Regions from separate parts of the Mus musculus genome. Here all the other regions are linked to region 2. The links are chromatin contacts, called in public HiCAR-type and HiChIP or PLAC-seq maps. All regions are on one chromosome and are shown on one strand. Each heading gives the region's core, a stretch centred on a gene start, on an enhancer-like site or on the middle of the called end of the contact. The rest is flanking DNA. Distances are from core to core; before and after follow the strand shown.

Region 1 (3,722 bases), core at 635-3,134, 650 kb after region 2:
ATTTAATTTCCCCCCTCTCCCCCTCTATCTGGCATCTTTCAGGTCTAGGACTGGAGTCAAGATTTGTAATCAGGCTGAGGTGTGTCTGAGGATTCCCAACAATCCACGTGGCTTTTTCTCAGGCCTCACTTCTCCCAGCAAGGCCTCCTGCTGTTTAGTGTAGTGATCTGTGAAGCTCTGAGTTGCTCACAGACCTCTGTGCTGGGACCACAGTCACAGCTTCTCCGGGAGCTAAGGTCCTGAAAGGTCTCAGGGACGTGGCTCTGATAATATTCTTTGGGATAAGCAGGTCTGTGCTCTCCCCAGCTTTGCTTGCAGGGCCTTGGCACCTGATGGCAAGAGGGATCACGGTTTCACCTCGGTGGGCTTCTCTTAGCCGTCTGTCTATTGGATAGCTTATTTTCTTGCTAACTAAGCCATCATTGATCTCAAAACCAACCGAATTTGAAAATAGACCTTAGTATTTCTATCTAGGGAATAGCAAAAAGAATACAATCTTCCCCAAGTTAAATATTTCTGTGTTTAATCCTTGGCAAGTATAATGTTTTACCCTAGAAGAATAAAACATACTTTAGGCGTATTGTTAGTGTGGCAAGTCCCAAATTTGGTGCCCTTTCTGCAATGCCAGATACTTAGATTCTGACCCCCCACCCTTGCGTTATTTATTAGCCTTACTGACTGTTGATGTCCTCTCTAAAAGTCTCCTGGGAGGAGGAAGTTTCCTGTGTCTGTCAGATTTCACACCCCTTTCCACTCCAGTATGCTTTCCAAGGAGAAAATGATTGATAAATAGGTCCAAACTCCTGCAAATCGGTAATTCCATTATTAGATCCATCCTCTGTGCAGAAAGGCACACTGAAGGTTTCTTATATAGAATGCATGAAACCACTTACATATTGCTACTTAAATTTCTTTTGAGAAGTAAGGCCACGTGAGGATGTAGACGATATTAAGATCACCCCATCTGCAGTCATATGGAGAGATGTTGATAGGTACCATTTCTCAGTTATGTTTCCAGTTCTGTGATAGAATCACAACTGAAGGCGACTCGGTGTGGGGAGGGTTTGTTTGGCTTCCACTTCCAGGTAAACACTCCATCACTAAGAGAAGTCAGGGCAGAAACTTAAAGCAGGAACCGGGACTCAGGCCTTGAAAGACTAATGCTTGCTGCCTTCTTCTGGTGCTTTTAATTTGCTTCCTTATATAAGCCAGGATCACCTCTCCAGGGGTGGCACCATGCCAGCCAAAATCAAGAAAATTCCCTACAGACTTGCCTACAGGCTTCCAATATGATGGAGACATTTTTTTCCTCAGTTAAGGTTCTTCTGTCCAGATAACTCTAATATGTGTCAAGTTGATAAAGAAGAAAGAGGGGGAGGGGGAAGGGGAAGGGGGAAGAAAGGGGAAGAAGGGGGAAGAAGGGGGAAGAAGAAGGGGGAAGGAAGGGGGAAGGGTGAAGGAGGAAAGGGGAAGGGGGAAGGGGGAAGGAGGAAAGGGGAAGGGGGAAGGGGGAAGGGGGAAGGGAGAAGGGGGAAGGGGGAAGGGGGACAACAGCAACAACATATAGCCAACCAACCAAACAAGCAAACCAGGACACCCTAAATGCAGAAATCTTCAGTCCTCTAGAGAATGCAGGCAAAATATGGCATTGGTGTCACATCCAAGGTCTTCTTTTCTTGTTTCCTGCAGTTGCAATCTAAGATACACATACAAATCCTCTTTGCAGTGGGGGATAAGATACCTATATTCAACAATGCTTGGTTAAACTAGGGTGGATAAGGAGTATCCAGGATCCTCAGTTGGCCCTCTAACTAGCTCCCCAAGGCTACTATGTGTCTCATCTTGAGCTAAGCTTGAATGAGTCATGCTTAAAGGAATCCAGAGGGAATAAAACAAAGAAACGATGGTCACTGTGTCCTATTTGCCGTGTCCTCTTCCTGATAAGGTAATAGCCAACCCTGCTGTGGCATGCTGTCTCTCTCCCTGACACTTTCACATTGCTATTCTCTGTTAAAAGTCACTGGCTGAGCCAGGGATTATAATGCTTCCTTACAATGTCTCCATAAATGTTGCTTGCTGGCATTTCCATTCCAATTGATAATAATAAAAATTTCTGCTTCCCTGTGTGTGTGTGTGTGTGTGGGGGGGTGTCAGCGAGATAATGGTATACAAATTGGCTATTATGAAAAGATAAAGAAATATGAAAAAGATGTATTATATCTGCTTTCTCCTTACTGAAAGTGGGCTTCCTTTTATTTAGAACTGGGTAGTAAGAAGTTTGATATAATACTTGCATTTATGTGGTGAAAGTCATGATTTTGGTGGGTAGAGGACTGTCTGTGCATGGGTACGCAACTCTTACAAAACTTGCTTCCAGCCAGTATGTACCCTGCTCTTCGTTGGAAGGAAGGGGAGACTTTGTAAATTTGCATCAGAAGGACATTTTCCAGTTCTAATAATACTAAGGGTCTTGTTATCTACCTAACAAGAGGGGAGACAACCACCAAGACCTATATCCAGGCCTGGCACTATAACTCAGAGCTAACGTGCCCACTCATGCGCAGATTCAATTCCTAGCACTGAAATTATTCATGACTCCAGTAGTTAAGCCATATTTCTGAACACTGTAGATGTATGATATAGTCTTTCGATTCCAGACTGATGGTCTTTGCTTATTGTCTTCTTTACTTTGCTTTGTTTATGAGCAGGAACAATCTAGAAATGCCGATTAGCAAAATTCTGTATAGTTCTTCTAACTGTTTGTTCTCTTTATTGAGTTTCAAGATTTTAAAAGTAAAACAAGCCTTGACTACCTAGAAGGATCAGTGGGCAAAGCTCCGTAGGGCCCACAGAGTGCAAGAAGAGAACCTATTCTTGCAAGTTGTCTGTGGCCTCCACACTCACGCCATGACATCTATGTATTCTCCCCTCCCAACATAAAGTAAATAAATGTAATCAAAATAAAATTTAAAACTATTTGTTTAAAAAAGTATTAACCAGCCCTGATCAATACAACGCCATACATACCTATTAAATGCAAGGTTTCTGGTTTCTGCTCCTGTGCACAGCTGAGAAAGCCAACAGGGGCAAAATAAGACTCCAAAACCAAAAAAAACTAAGCGTTCTAAACTGGGCATAAGCAGTCACGGGGGCTGTGGCACAAGGCTTACTTAAAGAACAGAGGTTGGGAAGAGACACGAGGGATCTGGATTAGCAAAGAGGTAACCTAGAGAGAGGAGCAAGCCAAGTGTGTCAGAGACAGATAGTTCCAGAAACTTGAACATTTCCCCCCTCAGACACATTTTCACTTAGTAGCCCAGGCTGGCCTTAAACTTGCAGTTTCCTTGACTCAGCCTCTCAATTACTGAGATCCTGTGTGTCCTACCATACACAGCTCAGGACTTAAACAATGGAACTCAAATGTCATGAACATGTTGAGACACAGTGGGCTTGAGGGATGTGTCTTTGTAGCTACTAATGTAGTGTTTTGCTATCAGCAAACACTCATTAATCAGCTGCATAGAATTTTCTGATGGTGAGAATGATGTTGGTAGAAAGCCCTGATTTTGATGTTCAGCCCCTTTCTCCTGTACAATTTTGTGATGATAGGAGGAGCCAAGAAGCAGATGATGAAACAGCCTGTTTAAGATTCTGAGAGATTGAGTGTTGATACAACCTGGAATGTGAAGAAATTCTGCCAACATATGGGTTTGGACAGAGGT
Region 2 (4,365 bases), core at 494-2,993:
GATAGTAATTAAGAAATTTTAAAGGTTCTGTGGGATTCTGGGAAGATGGTTCAGCAAGTAAGAAGGCTGGCTGAGCAAGAATGAAGGCCCGAGATCAAACCCACAAAAAAACGTGGACGGGGCAGGCACTTCTAACTGCACCGCTGTGGCGGGCAGAAAGACTGCTAGGGCTTTCTCTAGGTTTAGGGAGAAGACCCTGCTCCAAAAAAGCAGAAAGTGAGAGCAGGGCAGACAGTCCTGGGTGCAAGCACCTTCGAATACATGTGCATATTACTACCTCCCCACCCCCTCCCCCGTTATTTGGGAACTCTGTATTTTCCTGCTACTAACATCAAACGCTAATATAATTAAAGAACAAGTAAAGGTAACCTAATCAAGGATCCATAAAGAGTACCAAAGGTTAAGTCAGGAGTTTATTCTTGACCTACAGCTATCTATGTAAAGTAAGTGCATTCCACAGCACAACCAATCCGCTCTCCAATATTCTCCCGCCCCTATCTTAGTAAAACTGCCTCCTTGCTCTCTGGTGTTCGTTTTTTTTTTTTTTTTTTTTGAAAGTGAGTTAGCTGATGTGGCTCTCTCTACCTAAGCCTAGGTTGGCTGGGAACGCTCCCCTTTTCTGCCTCAACATCCTAAATACTAGAACTACAGATGTGCAACGTTAAGCCTGGCTTTATTCGTTTTTGGATGCTTATCTAAAATCTCATTCTTTGCCTCTGTGTATTAGTGCACCCCTTAAATTCCAACACTCTGAAGGCAGAGGCAGGTTTGAGACCGTCTCAAATAAATAATCAAACCTCATCCTCAGACATTGTCTCTAAGATGTTTGCGAAATAAAACCAGGCAACCTTGCATTAGGGTTAACTTAAGTTAATCTCCCAGCATTGTTTTTCAAAGTCCTGAACTGTTATAGGGCTTTTTTTTTTTTTTACTTCCTTAAACTTCTCCTTATCTCTAAGCTCTTTAGTTCCTTTAGGGTGACTAGCATTCTTATAAACCACGCACAACCCAAAAGACTACAAACCATCTAATTTGTCTGACCTGAGAGTTCAAATTCCCTTAACTTGTCAGAGGTACACGTTACGGTTACTAAGTTCCATTAGGTGCTTTACGAAGTTTCTAACGATTTGCAAACGATTTGCAATCATTTGAGATGATCTCTTTCTTGCTGGCGTGAAATAAGCAAATAAAGGAAAATAAAAAACAAACGTTTCCACCGACTCCGCAAACGCCCCTGGCGAAGGCTTTCCTTCTTAAGAAGACCTGGAAACTTCTGGCAACGTCCACTCTCTGCTGCTGGGGGCCGACCTGGAGGTGCAGGGCGGGTCCCCAGCCGCGGGGCAGGCGACCGGGTCCCCGACTTTCCCCTCCCGCGTCCCAGCCCCGCAGCTGCCGACCCCGCCTACCTGTTGGGCTGAGGAGGAAACCCGCCACGCCGCAGTCAGCCCCCGTGTCCCGTCTGTGCCTGCAGCCGGGACCCCGTCCCCCTCGGCTCCGTCCCACCGGGCCGGGTCCTCAGCCTCCGCACCGCGCCCACCCGGGACCCGCGCCACCCGGCTCCAGCCGCTCCCGCCCAGTCCCTAAGCACGCCGCCCCCAGCTTCCTCTCCGGATCTCCCGGCTTGCCTGCAGAGACGCCCTGAGCTCACACCCGTCCCGGCTGTGCCACGTTCCCGGCTCCGCGACAGCACAGCGGCACCCGGCTCCCCGCGGGCGAATGCGGAGCTGGGAGGGCGGGCGGGGCTGACAGCGCGGCGGGAGCGGCCATTGGGAGGGCCCGGCCCCTCCCGCGCCCAGGCTGGCCAGCCGCCCGCCGAGCCAGGGAGCGCACACTGTGGCAGGCGTGACTACTCCACCGCCGAGAGAGCGATGGGAGCTCCTGAGGCAGAAGTCACTTCTAGGACAGCGTGCTGTCCTCCAGTCCGGAGATTCCGGCCACAACTATTTTTGTCTATTTTTGTCGCCAGTCAGAATCTACACTTGCGGCTTAAAAGGCAGACACTTCAGGAGCCTGGAAATATTCAGGCAGGGCCGGAGCTGAAGGAGGATATGATGGAATCTTACCCGAGGAAGGGACTCTAAAGAACTTTTAACAGGAACCTAACTGTAAAAGGACTATGTGAAGATTCCACGCGGAGTCCGTGGCTCTGAGTCAGATGTGTTTTTCCACTATAATCAGGATTTTGAGTGTAACTTTTTTCCCTTGTTTTGAAACAAGCTTACAAGAAGGTTGCAATCGTAGTTCAAAAACATTATTCCCCGAACGGTTTTGAGATTTAAGTTGCTAATATTATGTCACAGTGTTCCTAAGCAGTTTACACATAGTCATAATAACTGCAATAGCGATATTCTTTATGCAATACACTCGGTTTCTTGGTTGTCTCAATCATGTTCCTTGTAAGGAAAGGCCTTCAGTTCCGAAATAAGTGTTCTTTCTAGTTGCAATGCATATCTTCAATCTGGAATACTTCCTTAGTCTTTGACATTTACAACCTTGACAACTTTGAAGACTATTGGCTCACTGTTTTTATAGAAAGGCTTTCATTCTGATTCTGTCTGATATTTATTCATGATTAGATTTAAACTAGATATCTTTGAGGACTCTCACAAGTGATTCCATGTTCATATGTGTCGGTGTTTGCTCTTCAAAAAGCTCCTTTTTCCATCTTTGTAATTAATATGTATTTTCTGAAGCTATTTTGTTTCAGGGTACCTGTGAATAACCTTGTTTAGAAATTCATAATTTATATTACTGGATATAGAATTGTTCCACTTCATTAAGTTGATTATAGTGTTCTTCCATTATTTATCTATTTACTTTTTACAACTTTTTGTGTGTGGGCCTACACATATGTGTGCCACATGCATGCAGTGCCCATGGAGGCCAGAAGAGGGCATCAGAGTTATAGGCAGTTGTGAGGTCCCTGATGTGGGTGCTAGGAACTGAACTGGGGTCCTCTGCAAGAGCAATGAGTGTCCTTTTCTTTTCTTTGTGTTGCATCCTGTACAGCTTGGTCCTAGAAACCTGACTGGGGCAAGAAGAAAGGGCAAACACAGGCACAGAAAAGTTGGGTTAAGGTGGGCCCTGCACATTTTAATGGAGTGGCATCAACTATGAAATAACCCACTGGAACCTCAGAACATGAGGCTAGTAGTCTTGATAAGAGGTATCTGTAGTGAGCTGCAGTTGCTGGGTTTTTGCACACTTTGGTCAATCATTAGTAAACCCTTGACCCAGAAGAGGGCTTTGCCACTCCCATGGGTCTGAGGCCTTGGGTCCTTGACATAGCCATGCCTTAGTCGACAATACACATTCTCTCAGGGCTTATCTCAGTTCCTTACAGTTTTGTTTTGTTATATGCACGTAGGTATGCCTGTCTTTACTTGCACCGTAGGCATGCCGTATCCTTGGAAGTCTAAAGACTGTGTTGGAGCTTTAAGAACTGCCATCAGATGTCGTTGTGGGCTGCCTGATGTGGGTGCTGGGAATTGAACCAAGGTCCTCTGCCTGAGCAGCATAGAGCTATGTCTCCATCCCTTTCATCTCTTTTGATGATCAAATTCTAAGTTTCCTCAGTCGGAGATTCATTCATTCATTCTTGGCTTCTGTGTCTTTGTGTTTCGAGTTATTTCCCAACATTCTAATACTAAACATTTAAAAAGATATAACACATTGTAAAGACTACGTGTACTCTCTACCCACCATCCAGATTCTGTGTCCTTTAGACGTATCTCCCAATTCTTGACGCACCTTTACGGTGTGGCATAATTAAGATTTCTCAGGCTCACCTTGCCCCAGGGTGAAGGCAGCTGTTACTTGGGAAGCCTTGGCTCCTTTTAATGGATTAAGTATATTTTGCAGCACTAGGTTTGTTTGCTGTAGCATTACTGCCCACGCTGGCTAAGGAATGCAGCTAGAAAATATTTATATATCCATACCCATGGCGCCTGTTGGTGTGCACGCACATGCATACAGTTAGAGGTCTTTCTCTAACTGTATAGATTCTCAATAAGAATGTAAAGCCTTGGGGGCTGGTGAGATGGCTCAGTGGGTAAGAGCACCCGACTGCTCTTCCGAAGGTCCGAAGTTCAAATCCCAGCAACCACATGGTGGCTCACAACCATCCGTAATGAGATCTGACTCCCTCTTCTGGAGGGTCTGAAGACAGCTACAGTGTACTTACATGTAATAAATAAATAAACCTTAAAAAAAAAAAAAACTGTGACAAAACATACACATCAAATTTAAAAAAAAAAAAAAAAGAATGTAAAGCCTTGGGTAGGATTCTCTCAATAGGCAAAGCACCATTATAAATATTCAAAGAGGTGTTTAAACACATCAACATGGATGTTGACCCATGATGGT
Region 3 (3,760 bases), core at 342-2,841, 730 kb after region 2:
CCTGAATACACAGAAGGAGCTCTCGGAGGAAATACCATCACTGGTAGATTTCCTGAGCCCCAGGTCGGTGCTCTGGGCTTTGCAGTGGTTCCATGCTGACCTCTCAATGTGTGAGTACCATGTGGTCTAAGATAAGGGAGTCAAGCTCTGTTGTGCTGCTGAGTGTATACACAGGTTTTACTCTTGTTCTTCCCTTCCTTGTTCCTTATTAGGAAAAGCAAGAGCAATCATGACTTCACATCCAAGGCAGGGCTGCTCTGTGGAAGGCTGGATAGTGGCACCTCTTCTGATTTTATCAGTTTTTCTTTACAGGAGGCTGCCTGAGTTCCTTCAGAGCCTCCCCTCCAACCCCACCACCCCCTGTGCTGCTGATTAAGAGAAGTATGGGACAATTAAGAGATGATTGGACAATATAATTGTCTCATTCTGTATTAGGTTTCGGAATTTTGTGCTTTCTCAGAGCTGTAGAGACAGAATGGATGTAGGTCAGCTTGGCTGTGCCTTTCTCTGTCAGTGGCCTGCAAGCCTTAGATGAGTGAGATGGGTAGCTGGTCCACGGTTAGCTCTCCTCAGGGTCACAACATGATGCTTGTTTATGCTTCACACTGGAAAGAAAGGACTGATTTCTTTGGATTTCCTTTCCTTTCACTAACTGGAGAAATCCTCCTGGAGTCTTGTTTTAATGTGCCTGTCAGAGGTCCAGTGGGGGAGGGGAGAGAGTAATAGCCTCCTTGGTAGGCAGTCTTACAGCCTCAAAAAGAACAAAACAAACCCCAAGGGTTGTGAGTGGCAGTCACAAGAAACTTCTACAGGTCTTCCACTTGTTCCAGATTTTAACCCCAGAAGATACTTGCCTTTTGGCCATGTGTAGGAAGAGTTCTCTGTCAGATAGGGGAAGGGTCTCTAGGATCCAACCTCTTTTCACTGCTCCTGAAGGTTAAGTGGTAGCGAGTTCTCCAGCAGCAGGCTCTGTGGGGTGGTGTCTACCCGAGAACACCCTCAGGGCAGACCTAGCTGGCGGAGGCTTTGCCCATGTTCTGACGATTATTAGTCTGTGCACTTTAGAATTAGACTCACTTGGTCAGCTGTTTATTACATTTTAAATTGTTTCAAAATCCATGCTTTGTTCTTTTTCTCTTTGTCAGATGAACTAAACCTCTTTTTAATAACTTTTAAAGAGGTATCGTTACTAGCCAGGGAGAAGAGCGATCAAATTGCCTGATAGGGAACCATGAATACGAGTTTGTATTTTCTGAGTACTGAATCGACATTCCACTTGCACCTTTATTCTCTCAATGTAGAGCAGCAAACGAAGAGGTAATTTTTATTTTGTTTTCTAAAATTATTCTAAGAAATCCCCTTTTAAACTTACAGATTTTAGTCCAATGAGGAGCCCTGTTTCTTTGGACTGCATTTTGCATATTGTCTGCTTCTTACAGGGCTTTTGTATTGTCTCAGGCTCCACTGGAAATGCAGCAAGGATTCCTAGCACATCCCAGTTGCCATAGCAACAGCAGCCTTTCCCATAATGAGCTGCATCATCTGAACTGATGTCACAGCATCATGCAGCAGGTCAAACAAGGCATCTCCTAGTATTGCATCCTACAGATGTGCTGTAAACATCAAAAGGCGACGTTGGGAGCAGGAGATGGTGAGTGTTAAACGTTTGGGCCTTAATTGCGACGCTGTTTTGTTGGTTAGTCTGTGGCGTCTACTAAGGCAGGGATGGGGGGATGTTGTCTGCTTAAAATGGACTGGAGAAAGAAGGGTTGTTTTGCCTAATTCTGTTTTCAGGCTGCTGTGTTAAGACAAAGGCCTGTGAGAGTCGCATAAAAATCAAAATGCAAAGATTTCTTGCTCCGTCTCCGCCTGTTATTTTTAGTATTCTCATGAATTAAAAAAAAAAAGCACAGAAAATTTTCTATTGCAAAAGCCTAAATAAGCTCTGAAATGTGTAGTTCATTGTATTTTAACATTGTAAAGATATGTTTCTTTTTTTATGAGGCAGGGCTAATTGGTCCCATTTGCTTCTGTGATTTATGAAATATTTAGTGACTTGCAGAACGGAATTCAGTATTTACCTCCATTGGGTTTCAGATTCTTCATGGCAAGGAATGAGTGCTGAATAAGCATTTGACATAACCTTATGTGTATGTGAAAGGGGATTCTCTTGCATGTTCAAGAAATAATTTGTTAAAAACATTAAGACTGAAACCAGATGAAATTATCTATGCCTTTTGATTTGTGTGGAATCTCTTCAATTCATGTCCTCCATAGTTAAGAGGCTGAAGCTGGAGTTGCTTCCAGGCTGGTTTGTAACTGAGAGAGGAGCAAGTCTCCCCTCTGCGGCAGTTACAGTCAAGGATAACCCGGGAGAGAGACTCTGGAAAGGCCAGTGGCGCTGCCGCCCGCCCGCCCGCGGGCTCATGCTTAACTCTAGCCCCAACCCAGTGTGATGGATAAATGTCAGGGGCCTTGATGCTTGTTAGGAATGCAAATCTCTGGACCCGGAACCTCAACTCAATTCCAAAGCTCCAGATAAACATACGATGTTTACGTTTAATCCAGGGCTTGCTTTTAAGAATCGTTACTATTTTATTTGCTAAAAACCAGTCTAACAGGTCAGTATGGAACAGGGTATCATTGCCTTTTGTTTTGGGAAATGAAATGAATTTCCTTGGTGCAACTGATTGCTACTGGGGGAGAGAAAGCACATGCCCGTTCAGTTGTTCAATCTGCCGGCTTACAGTCAGGGAGTGGTCCTGTGTTTCAGTGCAGTCGAGCTGATAGTTTTTATTTATACAGTCTTACTGGAAAGAATAGCACCCCCTGAGTTGCTTGTAATTAGTTAAGATTGCTGGAGCCTAAACAGTTTAGATGGAGCCTAAAACAGATATTTCAGAGGAAGCCGGAAAAGCAACATCTCCAGCCAGCTTGCGTTGATTTTTCTCTCCTATGGAGTTGGGCACAGCGGTCCCATTAGGCACAGGCACTAGGCGGAGTGGTACAGCTCGGGGTTTAATTAGTTTGTTTACCCCACACCACACACATGCTACTCCCAGTCTTTTAAGCTTATATTGCTCGCGTGCAGCTATATGGGATGGAAGAGGTCAATTCGGCCTGGCCTTCCCACGAGCAATTAGTAGTATGGATGCTCACTGCCTGCTTTTTGTGTGTGTGACGCATAGTATGAACAGAGAGCTCTGCTGGGACCGTTGGGTGTGAACGCAGCCAAGTCAGAAGCTCTCAGGTAAAAGGGAGGAGAAAGGCCTTAATGGGGGAAGGGAAAGTAGTTAGAACCCCTTGAAGTACTGCTCCCGAGAAGCGACATGAAAAGACTTGTTCAGTGACACAAATTGCTAGGAGTGAAACAGAAGGCAGCGGTTTAGTGGGTTTTCTCCTGGTTTAATTCTCCCCCCTTTTGTCTAACAGTGCTCTCCGCTGCTTCCTCCTGGGTGAAACGTATGGTTACTGGAAGTCACGGAGGCCAGATTCCTTAAGGGCAGTGTTAGAAAAGTGAAGTCATGCTTTGAGGGTGGAGAAGGGCACTGGCGGGTGTGGACTGCCACGCTAGCGGAACATCCGCCCAGCGCAGGCAAACCTGTCATCCTCCCAACCCCCACAACATGCAGCCACAGTTCCTCAACTTTATGCTTTTGTGCTTTTTTTGCTCCAGGAGAACAAAGCCCTGATAGCAAGAGCTGTCACCCAGGGTTCTGTTTCTTGGAGGACCACAGCCTGTGCTGCACTCTGCACTCTG
Region 4 (3,751 bases), core at 956-3,455, 860 kb after region 2:
ATGATTTGAACCCACAGTAGGAGGCGAGGCTTAAATCTTCACAGCTGAAGCTCAAAGGAACACTTAGAAGTAAAAGGAGAGGTTTTAAATCATGGCTTTCCTTGGGCCTTAATTCTCTCTCTCTCTCTCTCTCTCTCTCTCTCTCTCTCACACACACACACACACACACACACACACACACACACACACACACACACGCACACACACCTTTAAACCTAGCAAGCTTCCTATGAAAATCAGAGTATTTACAGCCATCCATTCGCTTCTTTTTGGCTAATGTTCAGTTGGTTCATAATCTAATACTATTCCAAATTCACTCAAATTCCCCGAGACACTTATCTAACCATTTCAGATAACAGAATAGACTTCAAAGTGCAAGAAAATCTCTTTACAGGCTGAGGCTAGTTTGGAAAGTATTTTAAGTGCACAATTATGATAAGCCAGGTTCTTACATATTACAAAATTTTCCCCTTTTCTAAAATCTGGGCTAATAGCTATTAAATATTTCAAATTAAAACTCAAAGTAATATATTGTTGGTTCATTTAAAAATTTCAGAATTTAAAAGTAATAAATGGATTGGTCCATAGTCATGAAAATTATCATTGCAATTAACACATAGTTCCACAAGCTAGGCTAAATCCCATTATCTCTGTGGTTCTAATTATCGAAGGGCTTAAAGAAAGCAGAAGTTATTTGACCCGTGACTGGCCCTGCAGTCTGCTGGTGAGGGTATACGGTAACGCATGCTGCAGCAGAACTCAGATGTCCTAAACTGCAGATTATCATGCACAACCTTTCTTGGGTTGTCTTACACGTCAACAGGGAATTCCAAGGTCACGGCCACGAGCTAGGACGGATTCACATCCCCGTGCCTCTCGACTGCTGAATATATTCTACCTTCCTTTGCTTTTCCTGTAAATCCTTTCAGCATCCACTGGCTTAATTGGGGTGAATGGAGTCTGTGCCTCCCACTAGGGCAAATGTCTTGATTGAATAATTAGTGTTAATTGACACAGGCACCTCTGTCCAAGGTATGAAGTGTCTTCCTAGTTTATTTCATTATCTGTGTCTTTCTTCTCCATTTTACGGGATCCTGCTGACATTGCTACCTGACTGGATTGGCTAAAGTTAAAGCTGGGCATGCTGTTGCAGGACTCTGTTTGGAAACACAGATATTGCAGAGTGTTAGGAATCCTGGGGTATGACCTGGGCTAACAAATTATGAGCTCTAACTTGAAAAATGAGCCTTCAAAGCATAAAGCTTAGAAACCTTTGTTCTTACAAGAAATGTGACGTTTGACGTTTGTCACAGGTCCCTAGGCAGTCCATCCTGGACCTGGGGTTCTGAATTCTGCATTCTGAAGGTTTGTTGAGGATGAGAAAATGTCAGAGGAATCTGAAACCAGATCAAGCTGACCGATTAGCCAAATTATCCTCGAGCATCTACCGTAGAGGCGAGGGCTTTTAATCAGGAGCCCTGAGGTGTCTCCCTCCAGCTTTGGATCCTCTCCAGAGAGCAGCCAGGAAAAGCTTTCCCAGTGTGGAAAGCTCCCAGGGGAGATGTGGCCATGGTGGGACAATACCCAGGAAGGGCTCATCTGAGAGCCCCAGAGTAGCAGCTTGGGGAGTAAGAGCCTGAGCAGACAAGCAGGCCAGGCCACAAGGAGGAGAGATACACTAGCATTTCCTACAAGTGCCTTCTCTGTGACTGTTGTCATTAAAAGGGCTTGTTGTATCGGAGTGGGGGGGGCTTTAGCTATGGAACCATGAAACTTAATTCAGAAGAGACGGTGGGACAGCAGACTGATCTCTGTAATGTAAATGGCAGCTCTTCTGCTGAAAGCCATTGTGTCAACCGCTTGAGAACGTGGCAGTGACTTGGCAGGGAGATGGCAGAAAGGTTCTCTGGACCAACTGTCTCCTGCAGCTGTGAAAGACACACAGCCTGGCTGCCAAATGGTGAGCCCTTTTGTGCTCCGGCTGAGTTTCATTCACTCCTATGGCAACTTGAGGTTCAGCGTTCAGGAATATTAGTTTGGTCTGGACCATCGCCATCTCTTAGCAACCAAGGGAGATAGAAATTACCAGCTGGGTAATTTGATACTGGGAACCCGAAGGTCATGAAAATGGGGTATAATGGCTGTTTGTATTGAAGGGGGAGGAGGGAGGGGGGAATATGATGTAATCCTGATGTGTAGAAATGTTTGGAATGCCACAGAGATTACAAAGGAAAATCCAGTTCAAACTGGACTCTGTCTCACTCAGAGCGATTCAAGTTGGGCCAAGGAGCTCCTTTAAGCATGTATATTTTTGCTCAAATAAAAACCCCTTTGGGGTTTTGGAACTGCAGTATAGAAAATAGTTTACTCTGTATTAATTTTCTCTGAGGTTGACCCGTAGCTTAATTTACATTGAGTTTCGAAACAGTGATTTCGAGTAACATAAATAACAGGTTAGGGTTCTATTGCTCTGACTTCTGAAGGCACTGGGCCAGGGATGAGGATTGGGCTGGGAGAATGGGCAAGGGGAGACAAAAGTTGCTACAGATCTGCTTCCTGGATGCTCACACTGGCTCTAGCCCACAAGCGCACCAGCTCGTCAAGGAATTGCATGTTGGGAAACTAGAAACTGCAAAGCAGAAGCCAAAGGAAATTCTTGATAACAAGTTGTTTTCCTTTTCCCCTGGGCCCAGTGAAGGGACCATCTGTTTTTCAAACTAGAAAAGCCAGAAGATGCAGTGTTTGCTCCTGGAACGAGCCAAATTGTCATAATCTAATCAAAATTCCAAAGGATGAAGGGAGAAAGGAAGAGAGGGCTGGGGAAGCCAGGCGTGGCAGTTCCCTCGCTCTCTGCATTCCTGTAGATTCATCCAGCTGTTTTAGCAAACCAGCCTGGACAAGATGCATTTGAAGGGAGTGCGAATTACAGCAAGGAGGACTGGAAAATCCAGGGTTTTGCATGACAGGTAGCGGCCTGGTCTTGTTCTCAGGGGAGCTTGTTCACCTGCTACGCACGTGGTTCTTGTGCTGGCACAGTGGGCAGAGCGCCCTGCTTTCCCTGTCTCGGTTCGTGGTTAGACTTATTTGGCACACTCTGTTACAGTTGGGTCATGGATCTAACGCAGACAGCGGAGCGCGCCTTGCTTTTTCAGCAGTGCTAGGAATGTTTAATTCCTTCCATGCGAAGAGGTTTGGCATTTGATTTTGTGACCCAACTTCAATGAGGTGAAGTAAAAAAAATTATTAACATAAAATAAATCTCTTTTTATATATCCACTTCCTTGTATCCTCAGCCCTCTGGTTCCCATATCCAGCCGACTTACAACAGTGGAGGCTGAAGCCCATGGATTCACTGTTTCTATAGGTCAGCAGCAACTTCATATTGGTTGCTATGCGTAGCATAGACAAGCAGTGCAGACAAACAAGTCCTCTGATATGGAAACACTGTAGGATTTTGAACTCTACCATTAGGATTCTCTGAGAAGAGAAGGTCTCAGGAGAGGTTCTCACCCTTCCCAATGCTACAACCCTTTAACACAGTTCCTCGTGTTGTGGGCGACCCCCGACCATAAAATTATTTTATTGCTACCTCATAACTAGAATTTTGCTAAGGTTATGAATTGTAACGTAATTATCTGATGTGCGGATATGTGACTCTTGTGAAAGGGGATCCAAGGCCTGAGAACCTCTGGTTTCAAGGCTTTAAGACAACCAGAATGGTAGACTGTTTTGGCATCAAACTAAATCCATG
Region 5 (4,044 bases), core at 6-2,505, 700 kb after region 2:
AAGAATTTTTCTGATGGCTCTATTTAATGGTCATATCAGATAATTCAAGTAACTTGACCTTGATTTATTTTGGGAGCATATTTATAATTAATAAACACATAAAGTATAATTTAGAAATGCCCATTAAAATAGAACATAAATATCTACTAATATATAATCCCTTGATCTAGTTAATCCTTCTACCAGGAGCTGTATTTTGCTAAAATAGTTTGAGAAATATATAATGATATTAGTAAATACAAGATTGGTTAAATAAGCACACACTTAGAACAAACTGTTCTCTTTAGCTGTTAGAGTAAAGTATATTTATCAAGTAACAACAATAACTAGAACAAAACAAGTAGCAAAAGAGTATATAATAATTTTATCTTAAATATCTACATATATGTACAAATAGTCCATGTAAATATTTTTGAATGTCTAAAAGAGAGTTAAAACAACTGTCAAGAGAGATGTGTGTGTGTATGTGTGTGTGTATGTGTGTGTGTATGTGTGTGTGTGTGTGTGTGTGTGTGTGTATGTGTGTGTGTGTGTGTGTGTGTATGGGACACATTTTCTTTATTTGTTGTATTTTAAATGCCTTTCTCCCTTGATCACTAATTGAGAAGATGCCTTACAGTTGGATCTCATGGAGGCATTTCCTCAACTGAAGCTCCTTTCTCTGTGATAACTTCAGCTGTGTCAAGTTGACACAAAATTAGCCAGTACATCAAGTAACAACAATAACTAGAACAAAACAAGTAGCAAAAGAGTATATAATAATTTTATCTTAAATATCTACATATATGTACAAATAGTCCATGTAAATATTTTTGAATGTCTAAAAGTGAGTTAAAACAACTGTCAAGAGAGATGTATGTGTGTATGTATGTGTGTGTGTGTATGTGTGTGTGTGTATGGGACCCATTTTCTTTATCTGTTGTATTTTAAGTGTTTTGATTTTCAATAACTATAATATATCCCTTTTACAATAAAAATACTTAAATACTTGTTTCCATAAAATGTCTTGACTCCATCAAGATTTATCAGACAGCATGAGCAAGGGGGAACGTTGACTCTGAGCTCTGGGGAGGGCTGCTGAAGTCACACTGGTTATATTTTATCTAAAGAATGGTATCCTAACCAAACCATCAAGCCTAATTAAATATGGGAAATGTGTGGCTGGAGAGGCCGTCACACACATGCCTCTGGGGACTCATCCTTCCCACTCCCTCTGGATCTTTCCAGTGCATTAGCTAAGCAGCAGTTAGAAAGGCCTTTTCAGTCGCAGCTGCTGCCTTCTCATGTGTCCTTCTGATCAGCCCTTGGAGAACAGCAGGCTCTGAGCCTGACCGCCCTGCCAGTTGATTGCTTCCAAGCTGGCCCGCCCCCTCCTTGCACCCTCCCTGCCCCCTCCCGTCCCCGTCCCCCAGCCATTGTTCTTTGAGCAATCAATAGGAAACGGCTTTCTGCTCCAGGGTGGGCTGTATCAGGAGGGAGGCACTCACACCCTGGGTCCTTATTAGGGACAATCCCAGACCTGAGATCTTAGCTATCACCATAGCCAATGGCTTTATTTGGGTGAGAAACATGTTCTTTCTGGCATCCATTCTGTACTCCTGGGTGTTTGGATTATGAAAGAGAATTGTTTGCTGCTCTTCCTGTAAACCTGAAGCTCCCATCACCTACCCCTCACCCCTACATCCCACAGAAGTTGCTCCAGGAGATTCCCCAAATCGGAGACAGGACAAAGACATTATTCATGTAAAGGTGGCAGAGCAGAACAATTCAGGGCGGTTAATCACAGGAGGAACGCTGGGTTGAGTTCTGGTGTGGTGGCAGCTCTATGACAGCAGAGTCAGTGGTGGGAGATCGAACCACCCACAGAAGACAAGAAATCCTTCTGGAGAGGTCCCTCTTGGCTCCCAACACCAGAACTAGGCTCCCTCAGCTCATGTTACATCAGAGTTGGAACATGGCTGTTTTCTGCCGACTATACGAGTGGCCATCAATGGCCCTGATTCTCTTCCCCTACTTTTTACTCAGTGATTATACTGACATTGAAAGATGGGAGTGGGAAAACCAAGGTGGGCACTGGAAGACGCTTTTCTCTGTATTGAAGCTGAATCATCCAACTTTCTTTCCCGTCTAGTACATTTTTACTTTTATTATTTAATAACATTTTGCATACCTTTTTGTGTTGCTCAACTTCAATATTTTCTATATTATTACAAAGTCAGTTTTGTTTTTTGTTATTATAGAAGTGTGTGTGTGTGTATGTGTGTGTGTGTGTGTGTGTGTGTGTGTGTAGCTTATTCAAACAGGGAAGATTCTGTATTCCATGGTGATAAATTTTGCCATAAGACTTGCCTTTTTCAAGTCAAGGACCTTTCTGCACACAGCAGAGCTGCCTGGTACACGAGTACCTGTGTGCTTGCCTTCACAGGCACACAGTGGGCCTCACTTTTTATAGCCTCTGAAGTCCCCCATTGCACACATCTTCCTCGGTGCCGCCTGGTGACTGCACTGGTGAGTGGCATGTGAGCGGAGCTGACTCCTGCCCCTAGGCCAGGCCTGTAGAAATAGTCTCTGGACAAGCTTACTGTCCTCTGTGTCTGAACAGAAGATTCAGAGTCTCCGATGAGGTCACAGACACAGATGGAGACACCTGGGGACTGAATAATTTTGTGAGAAGTCTTTTGGGTGATATTCACTGACCTTTGATCTGGGTAAGAAATACATTTAATGTGCGCAGTCACTGAGACCTGGGAATTCTTAAAACAGTTCCTTCTTAATATCATATTAAAATAATCCACTTTAAGATAAAGTTCAGAGGTACTTTCTGCACTCTTAGCTCATTGCAGTGATAGAAAATACAGGAGAAATATTAATATTCTACGCGGTTAGATCTCCATTTAGGGAGAAAACTAGCTCATGGCGTCAATAACTCTCTAAGGTGAGTTCTCCTAACCCCTAAGTAGCAACACTGTGAAATATTTATAGGAAAGCCCTCAGAGACTGTTCATGGTCGTGTGCTATTAATCTCAAGGACAAAAAATGATCTCTCACTTAGCAAGACTAATCACAAATTAAAGTAACTTTCTTCAATTTCAGCCTAATGGTTGGAGGTAGAGTATGTTGTTATTAAATCGTTTCTAAGGGGCCTCCCAGATGCAACGTTCTGATCCTCTAGGAGAAGCTGACTAACAGAAACAGAAAATAAGAGCTCACAAACACAGAACTCATGAACTTCACGGTTGGAAGAATTCATGCAAAGTGTTACAGAAAGTGATAGCGGCCACCGAGTGCTTGGCTCACCTCTGCTTTCCTACCCCTTGCAACCCCTCCTATCAGTGATGCTAGCACACTGAGTCTTAGGTTCCAACCTATGAGTCTCGGGGGAGCATATACATTCAAGCCATAACACTGCTAAAAAACTTAAAATATTTTAATGTATTTAGTTGCTCATAAGAGGAATGGAATTCCTGGGCATAAATCCCAGAAATAAGACAATCATTACATGTGTGTGGCCTGAAGAATAACTGCAGCTTTTGATACCATGCTTAAATTAGTCTCATTAGCAGATTTTTCTGGGAAGTATCTTAAGACTGGCAGCAGTTTTTAAAGTATTTTCTTTGAGTGAGATGGACTATCTAGGCTTATTAGCACCTGAGGTCAGAGAGCAGTGTGTAAATCATATTACGTCTACATATGGATCTTTGAAACCCTGGGCTCTTAGTCTACCACTTTAATGACTTGTAATCTGGGTGTATGTGGACCCTGTGAAATGCAGTTATGCTCCTTTTAAAAACAGTTTATTCTGAAACCGATTTAGCATTGCAAAAAGGTTGCAAACACAGCATAGTTTTCACAAACCCATTGCCCAGCCTTTTCTAGTGTGAAAGTGTAGCGTTTCCATAATTACACTCACTTCTTAGTGGCTGCGCTTGAGCACAATCGTGTAGACTTAAGAGAGGCAGAACAATGCGTTTAAAACAGAGAGGGGTCTTAAACGGAATAAATGTGATTCTAGGCCTTATGTCATACTTAGTAGTAACTACATCA
Region 6 (3,727 bases), core at 634-3,133, 900 kb after region 2:
AACCACAACCCACGTTCTTTCTACTATTATGTAATGTAGGCTTTCTATTATTATGTATTGTATTATGTATGTAATGTCTGTAATGAGAATTTTAAGTTACTTTGTTGAACTAGCCCTGAGGTTTCTAGCTCCTATCCAGCAAACAGCAATGCCTGATTTCTATCAACACTGGAGGCATTTTGTCTGAATGAGTAGCATTACCTATAATATAACACCGACTATCACAAGGACAAATCTGGAGCATTCGTGCTATGGGATGCCAAAGGTCCAGGAGAAAAGTTTCCGTGAAACTTTTTGCCTTGGGGCTGCGTCCAAGCTTCACTGAGGTGGGTGTGGCAGCTATCCAACTGTAAGTGTTGATCTATCCCCATTTCCTGTACCTTTGGCAATAATTTCCATGATAGCCAAATCTCTTTCTTTTAATGGCTCTAGATTTTGAGTCTAGTCTAGTCTTTCCTATGTAGCTTTTCTAAATCATATTCACACATCAGAGAGAGAGAGAGTGACATACAGAGACAGAAAGATAGAGAAAGACAGGCAGAGACAGACAGAGATAGATATGAAAAGATAATAAAGAGAACCAGAAAGATGGCTCAGTGAGTAAAGAGGTTTAATTTGCAAGCCTGATGACCTGAGTTCAGCTCCTGGAACCCACGTGAGGTAGGAGAGAACTGACTCCACAAGGCTGTCCTCTGACCCTGCACATATGTTGTTGTGTGTGCCACCCCCTCCCCATACATGCACAATAGTAGTAACAAAGTCTTACAAATTCTCAAGAAGAGAATGAAAGGTCAATTATCCAGCAACAAGGAATTGGCTAATAAATAGTATATGTTACTCTGCCCTAGGAATTATGAATGATGTTAATTGACACGAAGGAATATCCATGATATGCTATCAAATAAAAGCAGCACAATTCTGGAATACAGTATAGTGTATACAGAATGTGGAATACATCTGTACGAAGAGGCAAATGATTAGAGACTTACCCAGCTACTCCTTATTCAGTGACTACCGGGGGCTTTTCTATACCAGGCAGTTTTGTTTGGTGGTAGATAGACAAGATCCCTGATTCATTTTTTAAAATTTTATTTTACCTATATTAGCATTTTACCTTTATGTCTGTACAACACACAGGTGCCTGGTATATGTCAGATATGGAATCTGGATGCCTTGGGACTAGAGTCACTGACGCCTGCTAGCTTCCCTGTCAGAGCTGGGGACTGAACCTTGTGCCACTGCTCCTAACCACTGACTCTTCTCTGCCCCCTGATTAAATTTTGTCTGACCTTTTCAAACTTTTTTTTTTAAACAATGATCTTGATGTTATTTTTGTTGAAAAACAATTAAATTTAGAATTCCATGTGCCCTGGGCCATTTATGTGATATAAATTTGTTTTCTGAATCATCATTAACTATACAAATGGAATGAGAGACACACAGTTAAAAATGGCAGTCCTTTCCTATGCCCAGTCCAGATCTTATGCAAGGGAGGAGGTGGCCCAGGACACCAGTTTCTAAAGTGGCCAGAACTGGATTCTGCTTGGCACAGAAGCAAGTAGCATCCTGTTGCTGGGACTTTGTATCTTTGGCTGTTTATAGCTAGCGGTTCAAGGAGGCCGGCCATTCTAGCCTGGTGTCAGTTTACATCTGCTGTATGTTACTTGACCCTTTTTATGTTCCTGTTGAAGTTGCCTCTCCCCGGAAATCTCTGTCATTCCATTAACCCCGCTGCCGCCTCTGCACGCAGCTGACCTCCTGCGTTGGAAAACAGAATGTATTCTGGTTACATTTTAAAGTAAGTTTTGGGATGAGTTCCTGGCCAAGGATTTGACTCTAGTTATCTGTTCCCACAGACTAAAGGGGAGGGGCTTAACAAAGCCTCTGTGTTGTTCTCTGTCTCTGTGCTTCCGACCTCCTGAACTGGGTCAGCCTTTCCTGTAATGTATTCATGATCCTCTCCTGGTCTTTCAATGCTGGATCTTTGTATATATGCTGAAGAACAAACAAGCAAGCAAAATCCATCATTTTCTATTTTTTTTTTAAATACTCCATGCTTCTTATAAATCATAATATAAAAATAAATGCATACTGATACAAAAGCCAAACCGGAACAACAGAAAATGGCCCACATACAATCCCTTTCCCTGTGAATAAACGAGTGTATTTTCTTTATCTTTTTGGCTCATGGGATTGCCTCAGCTTTTGTTCTAACATTTATATAGCCTGTTTAATAAATCTCAAACTCTATCTGGACCAATCTTTTTAAGCTATGAAGAATGGATACTATCAAAAAAACTTTACCTTTTCTCATATCATGAAATGTCACAATGCCAGTTTCAGGAAAGCACTGGTCAGCCTCAGTTCAAGGAAACTGCTGATCAAGTGGCCAATAAAATCAATTATCAGTGGACGAATCCCAGGAGGCATTTTAGTACTGAGAGCTCCTAGGGTCATTGATGGCTCTGACATTAGTGACCTATGGGAGGAAGAAGGGAAAAGGTCCCTCTGGGCCACATCACTCTGAGCTGTTCTCTCCCAGCCTGGGAGGGAGATGGCCTGTGACCTTTGTGTGATCTTCATGGAAGCCCTCCTCCCGGATGCACTGTAAGCAGACAGACAGGCAAGAAACACAGACACATGGGGTCCTCTTTCACCAGCAACACCTAGGTTTTCTGTAGGTTTCTTCTTGTCATCACTGCTCTCTCTGGTTAGCTGATCCTTTTCAGCCTAGATCTCCCCACACTTAAGGTTTCTCTCAGCCTTTGCCTCTGCCTTCTAGGTAGTCTGGATTATTTGCACAAAGACATAAGGCAGTTCTGAAGATGTGATCTTTTCTGGACCATCTTCTATGTTTTCCTTGGTATGCAGAAATTATTTAAGCGCTATATCCTTATGTCTACTGATGTCCCTGGTGTCTAATTCCTCTACCAAACCTTTCTTTCAACTTTCACAATTCCAAGGGCGTGCTTCTAGTGCCAGGACTGTCACCTTTCTGTTCTTTGCCCCCATGTTCCCTCCGCCTTAAAAAACATTAGTTGTGCTCTCTATCTGGAAGTCAGCTGGCATATCCCACTTTGCTTCAGAAGTAGCTAAAGTCTAACTTACAGATAAATAATGGAAGTTGTTTTGCCTTGTGACCCTCTCGACAGGGCTTTTCTTACCCATGTTCCCAGCATCCCCTGCTAAGTTGCCCTTTTCATTTTGTGTCCTTAATTTTATTATGTCTGTTTCCTGTCAGTACACTTGCACACATCTGAATTTTCACCAGACCATCACAAAATGGTTTCTGTCTACAGTGAATTAAGAGTGGGCTGAGCACATGGTTTAGGGCACAAGGGGGCAGAGTGTATTAATCATGAATGAAATATTGAATGAATCTAGGTTCAGATGTTGTCCGAGCTAGCTCAGACCTCATTTATCGATCCTGCCACTTCTTTTGTATGTATTCTGAAACCCCACCCATGGTTTGAAAGGAACAGAATTCTCTGTGTATAATTAGGGAGAAGAAAGCTCTTCACTAGGTTTATAGTCAATCTAAATAAGCAATGGGTTTTCAAATGACATTTTAGATAAAATTAACCTAGATATATAAAAAGTACATTGCAACTGACTTTGTCACTTAGCTTGTAACAGATTTCAAAAGCAAAGAATAAGATCCTTTGAGGAGGTTGAATCGCTGTTACAGGATTATTTGAATAGACCTCATCCTCCATTTTGGCGGGTC
Region 7 (4,308 bases), core at 1,431-3,930, 810 kb after region 2:
CCCTATTGTGTGTATTTACTACATTTTGTTTATCCATTCATCGGCTGATGGATGAGCCCTGGTTGCTTCCATGTTGTGGCTGTTGTGAACACTGCTGCTATTGAACACGAGTACACGATTTTCTCTCTCTGAGGATGTTTTCGTTCCTTTTTGGCTCTGTATCCAAAAAGGGAATTTTTTTTTCTTGGATCTTTTCTGGCTGCTGATTCTATTTTTAATTTCTTCCAGAACTGCCACATTGTTTCCTACAGGGCTGGGTTGCTTCATACTTATGTTAACATAAAGGTTCTGATATTTCTACACCCTCATGCTTTCGCTTGCTTGTTTGTTTGTTGGGGAGGTAGTCTCTTCTAGCTTTGGTGAGCGTTTCCCTAATGGTTGCTGATGTTTGATAATGCTTTGTGGATTTATTAGCCATTTTATACCTTCTTTGGAGAAATATATATTTTAGTTCTTTGCTCATTTTTAAAATTGGGTTGTTTTTGTTTTTGTGTCCTTAAGTTTTCTGTATGTTCTATTTGTTGATCCTTTTTCATATACATTATTTATTGGTATTTCTCTTGCTGTTTTTTGTGTTGATACTGGGTGGGTTTTTTGTTTGTTTGTTTGTTTGTTTGTTTACAAATGTTTTAAGTTTTTGTGAAGCCCAGTTTGTCTATTTTTTTCTTTATAAGTCCTTGAAGAATAAAACCCAGTGCTATTTGACTCAAGTGACTGCTTTATAATCTGAGTTTGGGACAATGTTCTTCCTGCACGCCAGGTTTCTGTTGTAATGGAAACCTTGCTGCATTTAGATATGGATACATCTCGGCACATTTTGACGAAGTTTGTTAAGTGCGAGGCATTTCCTCCTTTAAAGCATCCTTTGGGAAACCTGACTGAGAAGTGCTGAGGCTGCTCTTTTCAGGTGAGAAGACACTGAGCTTAGGAGCTGCAGCTGTTGGGAGTGTGTGTGTGGGCGGGGCGGGGGGGGGGGCATAAAGGGTGAGCTCATGCTGATTCACTTTTTGCCAGAATACTTTGGTCAATGCAAATTTAACGGAGCCAACCATCCCCTTCTCCCCTTAAACTGTCAGCTAGCATATCCCTCTGATTCTTATAGATAGGGCTAATTGTTTTCTTTAGAAATTTCATATCATAAACATGAGCTATGTCAGTTGCTCTTCATTACCTCCCAGAGGATGAAAACAAACTCCTATTTCTGAAGACACTAAACACTTTGGACACAGGATTCTGAGGATCCAAACTTGATCTACCCTGAAAATCTCCTTCCCCTCTGGTCTATCTTTCATGGTACCAGAACCACCACAGAAACCTCTAAGGGAGGGAAGCAACCCTCGAAGGGACCCTGCCCATCAACGACAACTATGAACCACAAGAACCAGAGTGGCACAGTATTCCAAAGGGTATAATAGTGGTGCTCATGTCTTGGTAGTAACCTTCAGCTATTTACCTGAATGTAAGATCTGATCAACAAGAGGAAAACCACGCCTGGTCCTGGAAACCTAGTCAACTACCTCAGGCTAGTAAAATAATGAACCTTGGAGAAGAACCTACAACTGTCACTTGACTCAACCAGCATTATCCACATCTACATTTTAAATATTTATCCTTATACACAGAGATAAGTAATATGTTTCACCTTAAAGAAAGAACAGATGGAGACCATTAGAGGAAACTACAACTGATACAAATGCAGACAATAAGTGATTGTATGGAGCCCATCTCCAACCAATAGATCTACAACACAACTCCGGTATCTAAGTTTCAGGGATCATAGCAGACAAGGAAACAGAAAGACTGTAGGAGCTAGGAAATCAGGAAGGTTGCTGCGAGACTGCATCTCCCAGAAATGTCACAGAGGCTGCACTCTTGAAGTCTCATCAACGCAGCTGTCTAAACAAGACTTAAACAAGTATGATATCAATACACATGTTAAGAAGGAAAGGGGAGGGCTCATGGGGCCCCAGCTCTAGACAAAAACCTACAGGTGACTAAGGAATTCTGAGGTCAGGAGAAATCGTCTTCCCCAGGGAAGACTCTCCAATTGGTTATCTAATTACTAAGTGGTCAGTCCTGAAATCATATATGTACAAGTAATATTCTGTGGACTGTTTAGATCGCATTTATATTTTGAGATACACACACATACACACATCCCACAACTACAATTAAAGAGAAAGAGGTAGTCAATTTGAGAATGAGCAAGGCAGAATACATAGGAAGAATAGGAGAGAAGAAAGGGAAGGGGAAATGATGTAATTGTATTCTAATTTTAAAAAATCACATCAATTTTCACATTGAAGGAGGGAAACTGTAGCCTTCCAGCTACTGGTGTTCTATTATATGTTAAAAGAATGAAATAGAACCCTTACCACATAGAATCAGGTTATTATAGATCACCCCCAAATTATTTTTTAAAAAATTGAAGCAGCTGACTGTTACAAATATTCCATATCACTCATTTAACTGGCAGGCAAAATAGCATTTCTTGCTGAAGAAACTCAAAGGACCTCCAGGAGGCATGTCAGCTCCTGAATCATTCAGAACTGTTAGCAACGTCAGGATCACGGCAAAGTGTGCGATAAACAGAAGCCACAGCGAGCAGACTGTATCTGAGATTCTTTTGTAGCTGCTGTAAATGACTAAGTGGGAACAAAAGTAGCTGTGTCATGTGATGGATCTGACTGCGATGTGGTGCATGAGTCAAAAGGAGACAGACATAGGTTACTGAGAAGGCCCCGCTGTTTCTGATTGCCACATCAATTATGAGAAACTACTGCCTACAGGGGAAAGACATGAAAAATGGAAACGTTGGGTGCACAGTCATCTTCCATGCCACCAAACTGCTGGTGAATGCCGCGAGTTGCTCCCCTGTGTGGGGCGTGGCTACAGGCTTAGCTGAGTCGCAGAGTAAGAGAGCAGCTCAGATTGTGACCTCCTGGAAACTGCAGCTTCCTCTTTCTCTCCGCAGCCCAGCTCAGGTGGTGGCAAGTGGAGAGAGCAGCCAGCTGGCGGACTTTGCTTTCAGGCCCTAGCATGCCGATGGCATAGGTGAGAGACTGTGAGTCGGTCTTTGAGTGGTATCCAGGCTGTGGTCCTTGATGTTCCTGACATTAAGACAAGCCCTAAATTCAAAATATAAATCTTTTTGTTGCCTTTGATGAATGGAAGAGCTGCCAAAGTGTCTGGTGGAATTCAAACCATAGTCTTCTAAGGTTGATAGAAGAGCTATTGTACTCTTTGTAGAGATTTGAAGTCATTAGCTCCTAATCAGAAGACCTATTGTAGCTATGTGTTTTTATTAAACAATGAATGAATTAATTTATTAAAAAACAAGAATCCAGTGGAAGAGAGCTTATGCCTCGTGCTTTTATATCTTCCAATATAAACACAACATCCTTGAGCTTGTACTATCTATCTAGTACTTAAAATATGTGTGGTATTTTTCTTTGAAGGTCTAGGTATATATGATCCTCAGTGCTCTATGGATATTTTTCAAAATACCAGTTCATCTTGGAGCAAAGTCTGATTCAATCGGACATTAACTTTTGATTTAGATGTCTGATTGGGTTGAAATGCTTTACTGTTTCATGAACTTGATAGATTTAGAGCAAAACCACAGTAAGATGTTTGAAACAAACAGGCTCTGTCTTACTGAAACCGTTCTGGGAAAGCAGGCACAGTCGCAGGCTGTGGGAACGGCTTCTGCGATAAGGAACACAGGAGGACTCCTGCTCATGGGAGACCGTTGGAGCCAGGGCACCTTTCATTGTTATAATTTCAGGCTGACATTAGAGGCATCTAATATCTGAGGAGCTACAGTGAAGGAATATTGTGAATAGGAAAATGGGTTTGGGAATCCCAGTCCTTTTGAGAATTCTTCATCCACACAGTCCTCTGTTTCTGAGAGAAAGCATAGTAGTTATTTGAGGTGTTCTCACATTGCAGAATGAGCAGCAGAAGGCAAATTAACATCAGTGGAAAGATTTGGCTCAATTCATTTGATCTTTTGGCCTGATTCACTTGTCTTCGAAAATAAAAGTTATCCTCCCTACAATATATTTACTTGTTAGGACCAACACCGAAACAGCTTAAATTCACCCTGATCTCTCCATTGCCTGTCCCTCATCATTGCAACGGGCTTAACCAGGGGAGGCAGTGCTCTCTCTCTCTCTCTCTCTCTCTCTCTCTCCTTTCTCCCTCCCTCCTCCTCCTCTCTCTTTCTTTCTTCCTTACATGTTGAAAACACTCTTTCATATACTAGAGTCCAATGGTGGCTTCCTCTTCCTCATTCCTTCCCAGATC

Evidence for each region. HiCAR-type assays count read pairs that join an accessible place to other places. HiChIP or PLAC-seq counts read pairs in DNA pulled down with a chosen protein or histone mark.
Region 1: a contact with region 2 is called in an H3K4me3 HiChIP or PLAC-seq map of bone marrow-derived macrophages, with 6 times the contacts expected there. The contact joins the enhancer-like site here to the promoter of Heatr5a in region 2. A contact is called at or near these places in 13 of 39 promoter capture datasets (the C10 cell line, cranial neural crest, embryonic stem cells and 9 more), 1 of 15 datasets of contacts at CTCF or cohesin (the NIH/3T3 cell line), 4 of 484 Hi-C or Micro-C datasets (bone marrow-derived macrophages, embryonic stem cells, muscle stem cells and 1 more), 12 of 115 datasets of contacts at active chromatin or transcription factors (bone marrow-derived macrophages, embryonic basal ganglia, embryonic limb bud and 4 more) and 3 of 9 other capture datasets (adipose tissue, embryonic stem cells and macrophages).
Region 3: a HiCAR-type map of astrocytes shows a contact between it and region 2, with 4 times the contacts expected there. The contact joins the promoter of Akap6 here to the promoter of Heatr5a in region 2. A contact is called at or near these places in 5 of 39 promoter capture datasets (the 3T3-L1 cell line, cranial neural crest, frontonasal cranial neural crest and 2 more), 2 of 115 datasets of contacts at active chromatin or transcription factors (astrocytes and bone marrow-derived macrophages) and 1 of 9 other capture datasets (embryonic stem cells).
Region 4: an H3K27ac HiChIP or PLAC-seq map of extraembryonic endoderm stem cells shows a contact between it and region 2, with 16 times the contacts expected there. The contact joins the enhancer-like site here to the promoter of Heatr5a in region 2. A contact is called at or near these places in 11 of 39 promoter capture datasets (the C10 cell line, cranial neural crest, embryonic stem cells and 6 more), 2 of 15 datasets of contacts at CTCF or cohesin (the NIH/3T3 cell line and large pre-B cells), 3 of 484 Hi-C or Micro-C datasets (the HL-1 cell line, bone marrow-derived macrophages and embryonic stem cells), 8 of 115 datasets of contacts at active chromatin or transcription factors (T-cell acute lymphoblastic leukemia, bone marrow-derived macrophages, embryonic stem cells and 2 more) and 1 of 9 other capture datasets (embryonic stem cells).
Region 5: an H3K4me3 HiChIP or PLAC-seq map of stem cell-derived neural progenitor cells shows a contact between it and region 2, with 6 times the contacts expected there. The contact joins the enhancer-like site here to the promoter of Heatr5a in region 2. A contact is called at or near these places in 7 of 39 promoter capture datasets (cranial neural crest, embryonic stem cells, epiblast stem cells and 4 more), 1 of 15 datasets of contacts at CTCF or cohesin (the NIH/3T3 cell line) and 1 of 115 datasets of contacts at active chromatin or transcription factors (stem cell-derived neural progenitor cells).
Region 6: an H3K4me3 HiChIP or PLAC-seq map of craniofacial prominence shows a contact between it and region 2, with 7 times the contacts expected there. The contact joins the enhancer-like site here to the promoter of Heatr5a in region 2. A contact is called at or near these places in 3 of 39 promoter capture datasets (cranial neural crest, frontonasal cranial neural crest and second pharyngeal arch cranial neural crest), 4 of 115 datasets of contacts at active chromatin or transcription factors (bone marrow-derived macrophages, craniofacial prominence, embryonic stem cells and 1 more) and 1 of 9 other capture datasets (embryonic stem cells).
Region 7: a contact with region 2 is called in an H3K4me3 HiChIP or PLAC-seq map of bone marrow-derived macrophages, with 8 times the contacts expected there. The contact joins the enhancer-like site here to the promoter of Heatr5a in region 2. A contact is called at or near these places in 4 of 39 promoter capture datasets (cranial neural crest, liver, maxillary cranial neural crest and 1 more) and 2 of 115 datasets of contacts at active chromatin or transcription factors (bone marrow-derived macrophages and embryonic stem cells).

What each region holds. Positions count from the first base shown.
Region 1 is chr12:52,623,752-52,627,473 of GRCm38.p6, forward strand. Gm35239 (a long non-coding RNA gene) reads left to right here. Exons shown (of 7, transcript XR_001780617.2): 3 at 3,610-3,720. Among named protein-coding and RNA genes, the nearest start is that of Gm23296, 21 kb to the left of the region's middle. Within about 2 kb of position 1,885, at least 15 of the 459 cell types and tissues checked have an H3K27ac peak or open chromatin away from gene starts, as enhancers often do. A contact at or near this core is called in bone marrow-derived macrophages, where this site is marked.
Region 2 is chr12:51,969,578-51,973,942 of GRCm38.p6, forward strand. It overlaps Heatr5a (HEAT repeat containing 5A), which reads right to left and starts at 1,744. Exons shown (of 36, transcript NM_177171.4): 1 at 1,626-1,744.
Region 3 is chr12:52,697,792-52,701,551 of GRCm38.p6, forward strand. It overlaps Akap6 (A kinase (PRKA) anchor protein 6), which reads left to right and starts at 1,592. Exons shown (of 14, transcript NM_198111.2): 1 at 1,592-1,651.
Region 4 is chr12:52,833,431-52,837,181 of GRCm38.p6, forward strand. The region is part of intron 2 of Akap6 (A kinase (PRKA) anchor protein 6); the gene reads left to right. Among named protein-coding and RNA genes, the nearest start is that of Gm51971, 37 kb to the left of the region's middle. Within about 2 kb of position 2,206, at least 125 of the 459 cell types and tissues checked have an H3K27ac peak or open chromatin away from gene starts, as enhancers often do. A contact at or near this core is called in the HL-1 cell line, the NIH/3T3 cell line, extraembryonic endoderm stem cells and 2 more, where this site is marked.
Region 5 is chr12:52,670,331-52,674,374 of GRCm38.p6, forward strand. No RefSeq gene overlaps it. Among named protein-coding and RNA genes, the nearest start is that of Akap6, 27 kb to the right of the region's middle. Within about 2 kb of position 1,256, at least 53 of the 459 cell types and tissues checked have an H3K27ac peak or open chromatin away from gene starts, as enhancers often do.
Region 6 is chr12:52,866,563-52,870,289 of GRCm38.p6, forward strand. All of the region lies in intron 2 of Akap6 (A kinase (PRKA) anchor protein 6), which reads left to right. Among named protein-coding and RNA genes, the nearest start is that of Gm51971, 70 kb to the left of the region's middle. Within about 2 kb of position 1,884, at least 52 of the 459 cell types and tissues checked have an H3K27ac peak or open chromatin away from gene starts, as enhancers often do. A contact at or near this core is called in craniofacial prominence, second pharyngeal arch cranial neural crest and stem cell-derived neural progenitor cells, where this site is marked.
Region 7 is chr12:52,780,336-52,784,643 of GRCm38.p6, forward strand. The region is part of intron 1 of Akap6 (A kinase (PRKA) anchor protein 6); the gene reads left to right. Among named protein-coding and RNA genes, the nearest start is that of Gm51971, 16 kb to the right of the region's middle. Within about 2 kb of position 2,681, at least 173 of the 459 cell types and tissues checked have an H3K27ac peak or open chromatin away from gene starts, as enhancers often do. A contact at or near this core is called in bone marrow-derived macrophages, where this site is marked.